2 separate regions of the Gossypium arboreum genome follow, and region 2 is linked to region 1. A link is a contact called in public Hi-C data. All regions are on one chromosome and are shown on one strand. The core of a region is the stretch at or near the end of the contact, and the rest is flanking DNA. Distances in the headings are between cores, read along the strand shown.

Region 1 (2,836 bases), core at 137-2,636:
AACCAACTCAACCAGTTGCTGAAAGGATAGCTCGAGCGCTCCGTCACCCGCTCTTCCTCCTCCATCGATCCGATTCCGACTTTTTAGTGTTAGGTGCTACGGGGAATGTCTACACCGTGACCTTATCTTCCACCCCTTCATGCACCTGCCCCGACCGTACGACCCCATGCAAGCACATCTTATTCGTTCTAATCCGAGCATTGGGCGTCTCGGTCGACGACGCGTGTCTCCGGAGGCGAACTCTCCGTCCATGTAGGCTCAGCCGTCTCCTCGGGACGCTGACGTTGCCTGAAGCTCTAGCCGGGGCAGGGGTACGCGAGAGGTTCCACCAACTTTTCTCTCAGAGGAAAAAACAAGGCGAGTCCGGGGGAGTTAAGGAGATAGAAGAAGGAACGGTTTGCCCCGTTTGCTTGGAGGAAATGGAGAAAGGAGAGAAGGTGGCGGCGTGTTCCACGTGTCGGAACCTGATCCATGAAGAGTGTTTGATGAGGTGGAAGAGGAGTCGAGGGAGGAGGTCGGCTAATTGTGTAATTTGTCGTGCCAGGTGGAGTACTGATCAAGAGAAGTATTTGAATTTGGCTGCTTATATTGGTCGTGACGACGTTGGCGACGGTGGTAGTAGCCTATGTGCTGGATAATTTGTTTTAGGTTGTTAGTTGTAGGGTAAAAAATTGTTAATCACGAATTCTTTACGTTTAATTATGAAACTGTTAATGGATAATATCATTTGATAATAGGGTAGTGGAAATAAATAAAAATTGACTTAAATATTTTATTTATTTAATGATGTCATGAATTTGTACTATGGGGTTAATTAGGATGAGACTTTCTCAAACTATATTCTTACTGGATGTTTGTTTGGATTTAATGTAAGTATACATATGAGATTAATTTTAAAAAAAAAAAAAGTGGGGGGTGCATGATAGATTACACTTACACCCAAGCTTAAAATAGACTCCACCTTCAAGTAATTATCTAAAACTAATTTAAAATAAATTTTATTATTGGACGACAATCTTTTATTTGTCTAACTTAAAAATAAGAAGCTGTTTGCTGTTTTCTATTTATTACCAAAAGTTACAAAGAATGATGAGACTTTCAAAAGTTCAAGATTCATATACGAGTGATTTTATTGGTTTTAATAAATATTATTTACCATTTCATTAGGAAAAAAATATCAGATTTTCTTTTAATTTTAAATTAAAATTTGAGTTTGAATTTAAAAAATAATCTGAATCTAAAATTAATATATAAACAAAAATTTAAGGTGTAAGTGAAATAATAATTTCAATTATTTAAATCTGAATCAATTACATTATTTTACAAAATTCAAGTGAATCTGTAATTTTGTATAATTAATACATGTATGAGCGTTGGGAATTTTATCTACGAAACTTATTCTTACGTTAGTTTAGTTTCGCCTCGTAACCAAACACGGGTCGAATGAATCCCTCCTTTCCCCCTCAATTCAACGTTGGCAAACCCCCTCGAAAACCCTAAAGCTTTCAGACCCCCCACTCACTGATTTATTGGCAAAAGGAAATGCCCGGCGTCTCTTCTGATTCCGCCCGCGGCGCTTTGGTTCCACTTTCACCCGAGTCCCCGGGCGCGGTGGTGTATCCTCTCCGCCATGGTCTCAAGTCTCCAATCTCTAGACTCTCCATCTCATGGTCACGCGGTAACTCCCTCCGAGTCTCGGTTTTCGCCGCTCCTTCTTCCGATGGCTCCGTCAATGATGGTGACGGAGGAAAAGTAGTGGAAGTGAAGCTCGGCGGCGGAGACGGCGAGATCAGCGAGGCTCATTGGCGGAGGATCGCCTACGGTTCGGTCTCTCCTTTTGCTCTACTCCAAAGCAGGAAAAATGCTGTCTCCAGCTTGTCCAAAATGTCCATGAATTCTTCACCTTACGATGGTGACTGGTAATTGATTTTCAAAATTTCATTTTTTCTATACCAATATATCTTTGAAATTTATTTTCTTTTCTTCTGAAAAAAAATTGAATTCGCTGTTTTTAGGTGGGATTACATAATGGAGTACAGCAAGGACATAAATGCCCTTCTAGTTAATCAGAAATCGGCTTCAGTTCCGGTTCTCGATGACACGAAGTCAGTCATAACTGTGAGTTCCATTTTTTTGATGAGCCATTTTGTCTTCGCTTGGTATGAGGGATGGAAATTTTGTTAATATAATGGTTAAGCTAGAAAGTGTTAATTTAATGGTAATTTCTTTGAATTTCAAGTTACCTTTTTTTTTTCTCCTCTCAGAAAGGAGAGGAACCAACTAGTTTGAAGGCTGCGTGGGAGCTATTGGAAATGTTTTATGCAGAAAAGCCATCTCATTCATGGTTACCCGAACGCCTTGTTGATTGGTTAGCTGTAAATATCCTACCCTTTTCTTTTGTTACTATAACCATTAAGTTTTACATTAGTTTGGTTTTAAAGTTGTTTGTTACTAGTAAGCAATTTGTGTCTTGGCAGGATTACGATAGCCTTTTCTCTGGAACACACCCGACAGTCCACTCAAAGCTTGTTGATTTTCAAAAAGAATTTGTTAACTTGCAGGTGTTAAATAATTAGCCTTCTATGTTCCTTATGAAGTTAACTTCTTTTATATGGTACTTCTGCAGTTCTGGAGGTTTAGGCTTGCGAGTTGTTTAACTGATATTTGGTTCTATATTCACCTAAGATGATGATATTTAATCAGTTTATTGAATGCAGGTTGTGGAGGATGATCCCAAATATTGGGAAGTTATGTCATCTGCACTTGCTGTTGGTTGGCTGAATATCGTAGTAAGTGGTTTGATAGTCTAATGTGGTTCATAGCTTACAAAGAGGAA
Region 2 (2,700 bases), core at 40-2,539, 240 kb before region 1:
TAAGATAATAATTGATTATATGGTTTTTTTCAATTAAGTTCATTTATAAAATAATTAATATAAAAATTAATAAGATACAAATGTAATTTCACATCTTAAAACTAGCCTTAATTTTTTCCCTAACTTTTTCCCAATTTAAGGTAATTAAAAATTAAGTAATTTAAGGAAAATAAGGACAATTTAACTCCTTTTATAAAAGAAACTATACAAAAGGACAAAATGTTAATTTCATTTCCTTTCCTTTCCTTAATTTGAATACAATCCAAATATAATATAAGTAATTTTCCATTATAAAAATGGGTTTGTGAGACTTTAATTGTGGAAGCTATTTGTTTTCTTTAGATTCATATATTATAAGGACTCAAACTTGAAAGATAACTCCACTCATAAATAATTCTACTTGTCTTGAAATTTAATGTATTATTTTATAAGTTTTGCTTGTAAAGATGAGTAAGAAAAATTGAAAAAAATCTAACATCGATTTGAATTGAGGTTTTTAGACAGTTTATGAACTATAAGTAAAAAAAAATTACTTCACTCAAATCAAATATTATTTTTATTTAATTTTTATGACATAATAATAAATATTTTATATTTAAAATAATGAAAATAATTAAAAATATATATTTTATAAGAATTAGTAATTTGACTTTTTTATTTTGAAATTTTATTGTATAATGATATCCAAAAGCCATAAAATAAAATTAATCTTATTAAAATAAGTCTAATAAATCAAAACATAAAATTAATATTCCAAATTATCACCAACGATTCGAGAAATTCAAAAAACTTGAACGAATGCAACTCCCCTTTATTTGCCGGTATAAATAGGAGGAAGCCCTTTTGTTTTGGATTAGGCAAGACCTGAACCCAATAAAGTTTATACGACGACCCAAGGCCCAAATACGAACAACTCAGTAGGACGCAGCACATAAGGATGAAATTCTATAAGGGTTTAATCATGAATTTCATCTTTCAACTTATAAAAACTCAGAAGTTAGTCCCTCTATTTTTTCAGATTTTGATATTTATATTTTTTGAAAATTAAGAAGTTAATCCACATGTTGAAATTTTTACGTTTTTATTTTTATAATTTGTGCAAAAATTTGTTGAACTGCTAATATTTCCTTAATTTTTATATTATAAAGTAATGAATTGATGACTTTTAACTGAACAACGTGACGTGATTCAATTGGATTACTATATTTTTTGTAAAAATGTAGACCAAATTTTAATAAATTAAAAATAAAAGAACTAATATTTCAAATTTTATAAATAAAAGGATGAAATTTATAATTAGAACTTCTGAAAGATTTTTCTGTTTGAATAATTTGTAATTCTATAAAAATTGAATCCGAGACTTTGAAAGGCGCTTAAATGGTCATACATACGCTGTACAACACACACAGTCTCTGAAACTTCAAGAATTTAGGGTTCACTAAGGTAAACAAGATTCCTGAATCCCCAAATCGTTTCTCAGTTGCCTCCACCAAGTTTTAAACTTTAAAGTTTGTATTTGAAGAAAGCAAAGGAACTGTTTTGGAGTGTTTAATGGATCGTCTACGCCCAAGGCACAGACAGAGACAAAGAGCAGCCTTCTCTGGGTTTACAAAACCCGAGGTGAAAAACCATGTCTTTTCTGTTTTAAGTGCCATTTCTTCATCTGGGTAGTTATCAGTTTCTCCATTTGTTAACAAATATGTAGTTTTAGCTGTTATTTTTATTTTTGGGGGTTTATTTTCATGTTCTTTTCTTTTAAAGAAACTTATCAGGATATTGCATTCATATGCTGTTACCAGTTTATGAATGATTAGCTGAGAAATTGAGCTTTAACTTGTGGGTCTAGAGCAAATTGTTGCCTTTTTTCTTCTTCTCATATATCCATATTTCTCAATATAGAAAGCTTCCTTACTTTATTTCTTATTTTTAATATATTGTACCATGTTTATGCTTCTGGTTAGCTCTGGCATACATGTTGATGTTATTTTTAATTCATGAACATATATTCTTTTTTTGTTTATCTTCATGTTCTTTGCTTTTTAAAGATATTTACCAGGATATTGTATTCATATGCTGTCACCCGTAGTTGTTTGTTTATGAATGATTAGCTGAAAAATTGAGCTTTAAATCTGTTGCATGCTTTTTTTTTCTCTTTCATACATGCATGTTTCTAGGTATAGAAAAACTTCCTATATTTCTAGATTTTTCATTATTTTTTATTATTTATTATTTATTATTTTATAAATATATTGTCCCATGTTTCTGCTTCTGGTTAGCTCCAGCATTCGCGTTGATGTTTTTTATAATTGGTGAACACATGAAGTTCGAGCTCATGTCTTTATTGTGGATCGTGTATGTTATTTTTATGTAGCATTTCTTTATTTTCATAGTTACGAGCTTCTCTGGTTGTTATCAAAGGTGTATATTTAGCTGTTACATTTTTGTTTATTTTTTATGTTCTTTTCCCTCAAAGAAAATTATCAGCATATTGTATTCATATGTGCTGTTAGCAGTAGTAGGTTTGTTAATGAATGATTAGTTGCGAAATTGAGCTTCAAATTGTGGGGTTTAGAACAAATGGTGGCATGCCTTTTTTCCCCCTTTTTCATACATGCATATTGCTCGATATAGAAAGCTTCCTATATTTCTTACCTTTTAATGGATCGTCCCATATTTTTGCTTCCGGTTGGCATGCATACG

The links. A called contact is a pair of places that touch in the nucleus more often than the background predicts.
Region 2: a Hi-C map of leaf shows a contact between it and region 1, with 2.5 times the contacts expected there. The contact joins the promoter of LOC108484427 here to the promoter of LOC108484021 in region 1. A contact is called at or near these places in 2 of 5 Hi-C or Micro-C datasets (both in leaf).

Annotation. Positions count from the first base shown.
Region 1 is chr6:107,964,676-107,967,511 of ASM2569848v2, reverse strand. LOC108484021 (nuclear pore complex protein NUP85) reads left to right here and starts at 1,386. Exons shown (of 18, transcript XM_017787627.2): 1 at 1,386-1,919; 2 at 2,016-2,118; 3 at 2,265-2,375; 4 at 2,478-2,561; 5 at 2,718-2,789. The coding sequence starts at 1,543. It overlaps LOC108485948, which reads left to right. Exons shown (of 1, transcript XM_053030035.1): 1 at 1-779. The coding sequence ends at 638.
Region 2 is chr6:108,203,722-108,206,421 of ASM2569848v2, reverse strand. It overlaps LOC108484427 (protein SAWADEE HOMEODOMAIN HOMOLOG 2-like), which reads left to right and starts at 1,289. Exons shown (of 10, transcript XM_053029437.1): 1 at 1,289-1,443; 2 at 1,523-1,620. The coding sequence starts at 1,552.